Regions from separate parts of the Rattus norvegicus genome. Here region 1 is linked to region 2. The links are chromatin contacts, called in public Hi-C maps. All regions are on one chromosome and are shown on one strand. The core of a region is the stretch at or near the end of the contact, and the rest is flanking DNA. Distances in the headings are between cores, read along the strand shown.

Region 1 (3,355 bases), core at 647-3,146, 430 kb after region 2:
TCGGCACCCCTAGCCAGTGATGCATCTGGCTATGTGCATTCCCTTACCTAACTCTTGCAGCTACCACTGTAATACAGTTTATCTGAACTGCACACTGTCCTTGTCTACTGTTTAATTTGTACAATGTCATAAAGAAAAGCAAATGGCTGGGAGAGGACTTGGAACCAAGGTGTAGATCCCAAAGCCAAATCGTTATTTACTTACAGGTTACCAAATGGTCTCTCAGAGGGAGTAAGAGTCATTTATTAAGCAAGAGAATTATGAACTTAATATTCTCAGTTTAGAAAACAGAAAGCAGCAATAGGTTGCGCAGTGGTTGCGTTCTTTCAAATTTAATGTATGTGCTGCTGAAGCGAGCACAGTGGTTGCATTCAGCTAGCATAGCAGGAACACTTAAGTCCAACCAGTTATCAAAGACTCGGGGTCAAACCCCTAAGTCTGGGCTTCAGTCCTGCCCCATCTGAGCTCACTAGGACACATATCTTTAGTTACTTTCACTCTGCTTCCCCCCTCCCCCACGCACACACACGCAAAGACTGGACAAAGGATCTAGGAACTTACTCCTATCAGCACACATGAGACCACAATAAAAAACCGAATGGCTGGTGATGTAATTCAATTAATTGATGAATGTTTGCCTAACATGCATGAAGTGCTGGGTTCCATACTCGGCAATCAGTAACAGCATGGTGGTATATGCTTAGAATTTCAGCACTTGGGAGAAGGCACGAGAGAGGGTCAGACATTCAATGACATCTCCTATAGTGAGTTTGAGGCTAGCCTTAGACACAGAGACTGCATTTCAGCAGAGGGTGCTAAAACCAAAGAATCTAGAAGTAGGTATCTTAAGGTTCTTGTAGGCCTTTCTATCAAAAGATGAGAAAACTTGAGTGGAGTTAACTGTTTAACCCAAATTAATACTGCTACGGGTAGAATAAAGGCTCCAAAACCAAGAAATAAAAATAACTTATGTTTTGTGGTCCATGTAATCAAAACTGATTTTGAAGGAGAATGTGTGTGTGTGACACACTGCCCCTTTTAATTTAAGGGGAGGGGCTAAAGTCCTAAGTATTCCCAACAGTCCACTAGTGCCTGCATTTGCAGCAGACATTATTCTCCATGGAGAGCATCTCTAACACGTTGGTGGTAATGAGACCAACAGACACCTATGTAAACTCATCAAAACGTGGGTGTCAAACTGGTGACCTGCATCTTATATAAATTTAACCGCATCAAAGTTATTTTTAAAGAAGCCAGAGGATGTCAACTTATTAACTGCAAACTCAAGGCTGTTGCTTCCATATCACACACAGTCCCAACATGGGCACAAGGTAGCTGTAGGCACCGTCTGGTTATGAATGAAGTTACAGAGCGAATCTCCATTCCCTAGAGAGATTCCTAGATTTAAGTGACTGTTTATCCTACGTACTATTTTGGATTCGTTTTTGAAATAAGAGTCTCTCTGTCTCTAACTGGCGGCAGTCCTCCGGTCTCTGCTCCGCGAGTGCTGAGATTTACAGACGAGATTACTGGGAACAGGGTGAAGAGGAAAACCGCACTAATTCAAATCCCGCTCATCCTGAAGTGCGCGGGAAGCAACTCGGGCGGACAGAGCGGTCCACCACAGAGCGTCGCCTCAGCCCGCCAGCAGGACCTGAGGAGCAGAGCTGGACTGACAGCTGCCGGTCCCGCCCGGCTCCATCACCCGCCCGCGCCCACCCGGGAGAACTGACGACTCAGCCACCTGTCAGCCTCAAGTCCAGGAGGAAATTCTGGGAAAGCTGCTTCGCCGCTCGCAGTCCGAACAACTTAATGATTTCTCGAATGGTGGGTAACGGGGGGAGGCGGAAAGTGCCGAGCTTTCCCGAGGCAGCCATGAGACCTACATACACACGCGGCAGGAATTTTCTATGGCGTGCAGGAGGCGGGGCTTTGGAGACGATTGCCCGCCTCTGAGGCCACTTTATTGGGTAGAGAAACTTGCCGGAAATGACGAAGAAGACAGGAAGTCCGTATGTGCTGGGAGCGCAGGATCACGTCAGGTCGAAAGCAGTGCAGGCTGGGAGGAGGCGGAGTCTAGGAGAGGCGTGGTCTTTGTAACCCCGCCTCTGGGAGGCTCCCCAGGCCTTTGACATTCCAAAGATTTGACTTTTGATCGGTAGCAGGAAAGATGATGATTGGCTGCTTGCTGTTTGTAGCTAGGTTCCGCCCGCCCCCCCACTCTCCCGCCCTAGGCTAGTTATTTTTTATTTCCTTGCGTTCGTTACTTCTCTCAGCTGCACTGTTTTGTTCTGTTAAGTAGTTCAAAGTTGTGAGCGCCATATGAAAGCGGTCACCCTGTGCATGGTTGTGGCGTAAGGTCAGCTTGCTGTCAGCAGCCGCAAGTTACCGCGGCAATGATTTGGCACCTGAAGAAGTTTTTATAGGAGGTGCCGGATCTTACTGGGGTTTGTGCAGAGAGCAGACCCTCCTGAGCAATCAAAATGTATCCAGCTGAGGAGAAACCTCCCTTTTTAAAAAATTAGCGTATGTTGATTTTACAGAGGTATTGTTTGTGACTTTTCCCAAACATGCACATAACATACTATGATCATATTTACTCTGGTTATTACGGTCAATTGTTCCCCTCTCTACTTTCCTGTTCCTGATAGTTCTTTTACTTATGACTCCCTTTCCCCTCCTATATTGTGTGTGTGTGTGTGTGTGTGTGTGTGTGTCGGGGAGGGGGCACATACTATTCTTGTCTGGGTTTGGCATAGTTCCTTGAAGATAACTTACATCCAGCCATAGCATGCCTCAGAACTTAGTTCCACAGAGAACTATAGGCTCATTTAAGGTAAGCCAGCTGAAAACCGAGTTTAGGACTTACACTTTTGAGCAAGCGGCGGAGTGCCAGCCGGTTAACAGCACCCCAGCTTTAACCAATAATAAGAGACCAACTGACTCAAGTAAAGCAAAACAGCTAACCATAACCAACTAAACTGGTCTCTGGATAATTTCTCTTTTCTTGTCATTGAACAATGCCTGTCCATTTTCTGGCCAGAGTTCTTTCGAAGAGTTCAAAGGGCTGCCTAAGTTTAGAATCGTCAATGAAAGCCGTTCTGGATCTTTAAATATGCTGTAATTTTTGTCTCTTGAGTTGAGCACTTTAAACTTAGAGAAGTGTTTTTGATACCATTAGTTCTTCTTTCATATTCCCTTTTAAATCTCTCAGGGGTAGTCTTGCGAAATGGGACACATATTGCTCACTTCCGTTTAAAGCAGCATCAAGAAGCTTGGCGAGGCCATGTGATTTGCAAAGCTGGAAGATCACGGACTCCAGCGGTAGTCTAAATGCACGTGCAGTGGCTGATGT
Region 2 (3,268 bases), core at 85-2,584:
GACCAAACCCAGGGCCTTGTGCTTCCTAGGTAAGCGCTCTACCACTGAGCTAAATCCCCAGCCCCCAAAGGATGTATTTAAAGGGCAATGGAAAAGTATTGCTGGGGGTTTAAGCAAGGGGTGTGTCTAAAGTAGATCATTTTGGCTACTGTCCTAGAGACAGCAGGATCATCAGGGTTAGGCCTGTGAGCGCTGGAGGAGGTGGAGATGACTTGGTTTTGAGATAGCAGGTGAAAAAAAAAATGTAAGCTTCCCATCCTAATTTTTACCCTCGAAACAGCCAGCACCAGGAGCAAAGCTGTGAATGAAGCGGACTTAAAGATTGTTTCACAGGGCTCTGGACTTAGCTCTTAGGAAATACTTTAATCTAAAGCAACCCATTTTTCTCTCCCTTTTCGTTTTGCATGAATTTGGGGAGGAGCGATGGCAAATGACTTTCAACAAGGGTGGTAGTATGTGTGGGTGCGTTCACTGAGAACAATCGTTCCCCGATCCCGGTTTAACTTCAAGCAAGCACTAAGCGGCTTCACCAGTAGTAGCACGTCTCGATCCTAAAATCCGCAATCATCCTCTGCTCCGATAACTTGGGGCCAAATTCCTTGGGAATAACCCGCTTCCTAAAAAACAAACAAACAAACAAACAAACAACCCAAACAACAACAAAACGGGTTGCATTTCCGCGTCCAAACGGGGGCGTTATGGGTTCCTTCCCGCCTCCGGGATGCCCAGGCCCGGCTCGCACTCTCGCATTTCCCAGACGGCGGTTGCCCGCGTCCCGAGCCAGCTTTTGTGTGCAGCGTTTGCTCCCCGCCACTAGGACTCCAAGGCACACGGTGGCGACGAGGAATCTAAGTCAATACTCGCTAAAGTTCTCAAAGGCACTTCAACCCCGCCTCCACGGCAGGCGCCATCCCACCGGGAAGCAGCAACGGAGACACCGTAGTTTCCGCCATTCCGTCTTTCCCCTGCACTTTGGGTTTTTCTCAGAGCAACGCTCACCGGCGGGACCAGCCACCGAGAGTCCCTCTGTCCGCGCCGCAGCGCTCACTCCCGCAGCCGGGGACGCGGGCAGCACAGAGCCCGGGTCCCCCTCTCCCGCCGCAGCGACTCCGGCCTCTCTGGCCTGTACCGTCTCGATGGTATGGCGCGGCCGCAGGCCTCGCGCGGCCTGGTCGCCAGGGGGCGCGCTGGCCGGCGCCGCCGACTCTGAGTGCGCGGCTCGACCGCGTCCGCCATATTGGATGCCGCAGCCGCCGCGGTCAGCGCTTCCTCCTGTGTCTTCGCTGCGCGTTGCAGGTTCCCGCGGCCTAGGCGGCAGGGAGGTGACACAGGAGCCCGTGGGAGGAAGAGGAAGGAGGAGAAGGGGGTGGAGAGTGGAGGGGGCCGAAGCTTGAGTGTGGAGGCCGCTTCCGAGCGGGGCGGAGAAGCAGAGAAGGCGCCGCGCCAGCCCCTCCCCCGCCGCCGACCCGCCCCGGCGGCCTCGGTCCTGCTCGCTGCGCCCGCCCCGCGGCCATGCCGGGACCTCACGGGCGCTGAGGAGCGTCTCCAGCTAGCCGTGCTCCGCGGCCTCCTGGGCCCGTCGCCCGCCCTTCCGCACGCAACGCGCCCAGCCGCCGCCTCTTCCTTCGCCGGGCCCCGGGCCTCTGCGCAGACAACATGGAGGCCGTGAAGACCTTCAACAGCGAGGTTCGTACCGCAACCCGGCCTCCCCGCCAGGCCAGGCCCGGGGCTCGCGTGCTGAGCAAGGGCGCGGGCCGCACGCAGCTCCCCCGGGTTGGGCGACGGTGGCTGGGCGGCCGTGGGGGAGGGGAACGTCCCGCGCCCCTCCCCGGGCCGGCCTGAGGGAGGGCCAGGGGAGGGCCGGTCCCCGAGGCGGCCGCGCCACGCTCCCGGGTGGGTTCCACAGAGGCCTTTCCCTCCCACCCGCTCCCGCGCCCAGCCCGTGGCCTTGCAGGGTCTGAACTGTTGCAGGACATCACTCTGCAGGTCCTCCCGGGTGACTGAGGAAGCTGACACACGGATGCGAGGCCCTGGAGAGGACCCACGGGGTGGTGATCCGCGGTCACGTTACACGTAGTGTTTATTATTGAGGTTCTGTTGACTAGGTGACTTGCCAGCCAGCCAGGGACCTCGCTAATTGGATGGTTGGTAGGGAGGCAACATCATTCTGCAATCTCTCCCTCCCTTTTCTTTTTAAAAAATTCTGCTTGCTCTTCTGATCATCTGTTAGGGATAAAGAGACGAATATTAGGGAGACGTTGTGCACCCAGAAGGGGGGAAAGAAGCTGGGAGAGTCATTTGCCACGGGTTCATTCACGTGTCAGGCTAAGCAGATTTTTTTTTTAATGTAGGTGTCCATTTTTTTACTGTTTACTGAATTTACTGATCTGATTGGAAGACAGGCTTTGAAAACATACAGTTTCTTTTTAAGGAATAATAGCTATTCGGATATTAAATGTAGCAAATACAGGGTCAGCGTTATCTTGTACCTTTTAGAAACGCATGCATATTTAAATGCATGCTAACTAATTAGCATAGTTTTCAGAACTTTTGATTTGGGAGTGTTAATGCTCAGTAATAAGACTATTAATGTCTTAAGCACATGAGTTTTTAAAATAGTATTTGTGGATGTCCAAATGGGACAGCGCTCTTAAATGCCTTTCTGCAGTTTCATCTTTTGTTTTGTTTTTTGTTTATGGTAGGTAGCATTGGGAAATGCTGCAAAAGGGGTTGTTGAAAGTTAGATAAAGTTCTCGAATATGCATATTACTTTAAGTAGTGGTGAACTTCCTGATACTGACCAATTCTTTTGGAAATCTTGTGAATTTATAACTGATAATATGGACAGTTATCCTCTTAAGAAACTTAATTCTCCCTCCCAATGATATATATTTAGGATATGGAATAAAAGTTTAGTGAAAATGTAATTAGCTATTTTTAATATTTTGTAACTGTATAAGAAAACAGCCGTGTTGCCTTTTAATTTGCTGCATACCGCACTAATAATCACGTTCTTTACTTACAAAGAAGTCCTTTCTTCTGTGGGCCTGGTGGTGAATGCCTTTGATGATGCTAGTTCTCAAGAAAGGCAGAGGAAGGCGGGTCTCTGGGAGTTCAGGGCCAGCCTGGTCTACATAGAGAGTTCCAGGACAGCTAGAACCATAATAGAGAGATTGTCAAACCAAAACAGCAGCAGTAACAAGAAACCTCTTATTTCCCAATTACTGAACTCATCCCTTTTCCCTTTTCCACTGTGCTTAATTCTCTT

The links. A called contact is a pair of places that touch in the nucleus more often than the background predicts.
Region 1: a contact with region 2 is called in a Hi-C map of liver, with 2.7 times the contacts expected there. The contact joins the promoter of Tfb1m here to the promoter of Scaf8 in region 2. A contact is called at or near these places in 3 of 12 Hi-C or Micro-C datasets (frontal cortex, kidney and liver) and 1 of 1 datasets of contacts at active chromatin or transcription factors (oligodendrocytes).

Annotation. Positions count from the first base shown.
Region 1 is chr1:46,565,052-46,568,406 of GRCr8, forward strand. Tfb1m (transcription factor B1, mitochondrial) reads right to left here and starts at 1,897. Exons shown (of 7, transcript NM_181474.2): 1 at 1,745-1,897. The coding sequence starts at 1,877.
Region 2 is chr1:46,131,746-46,135,013 of GRCr8, forward strand. Scaf8 (SR-related CTD-associated factor 8) reads left to right here and starts at 1,335. Exons shown (of 20, transcript NM_139094.1): 1 at 1,335-1,686. The coding sequence starts at 1,657.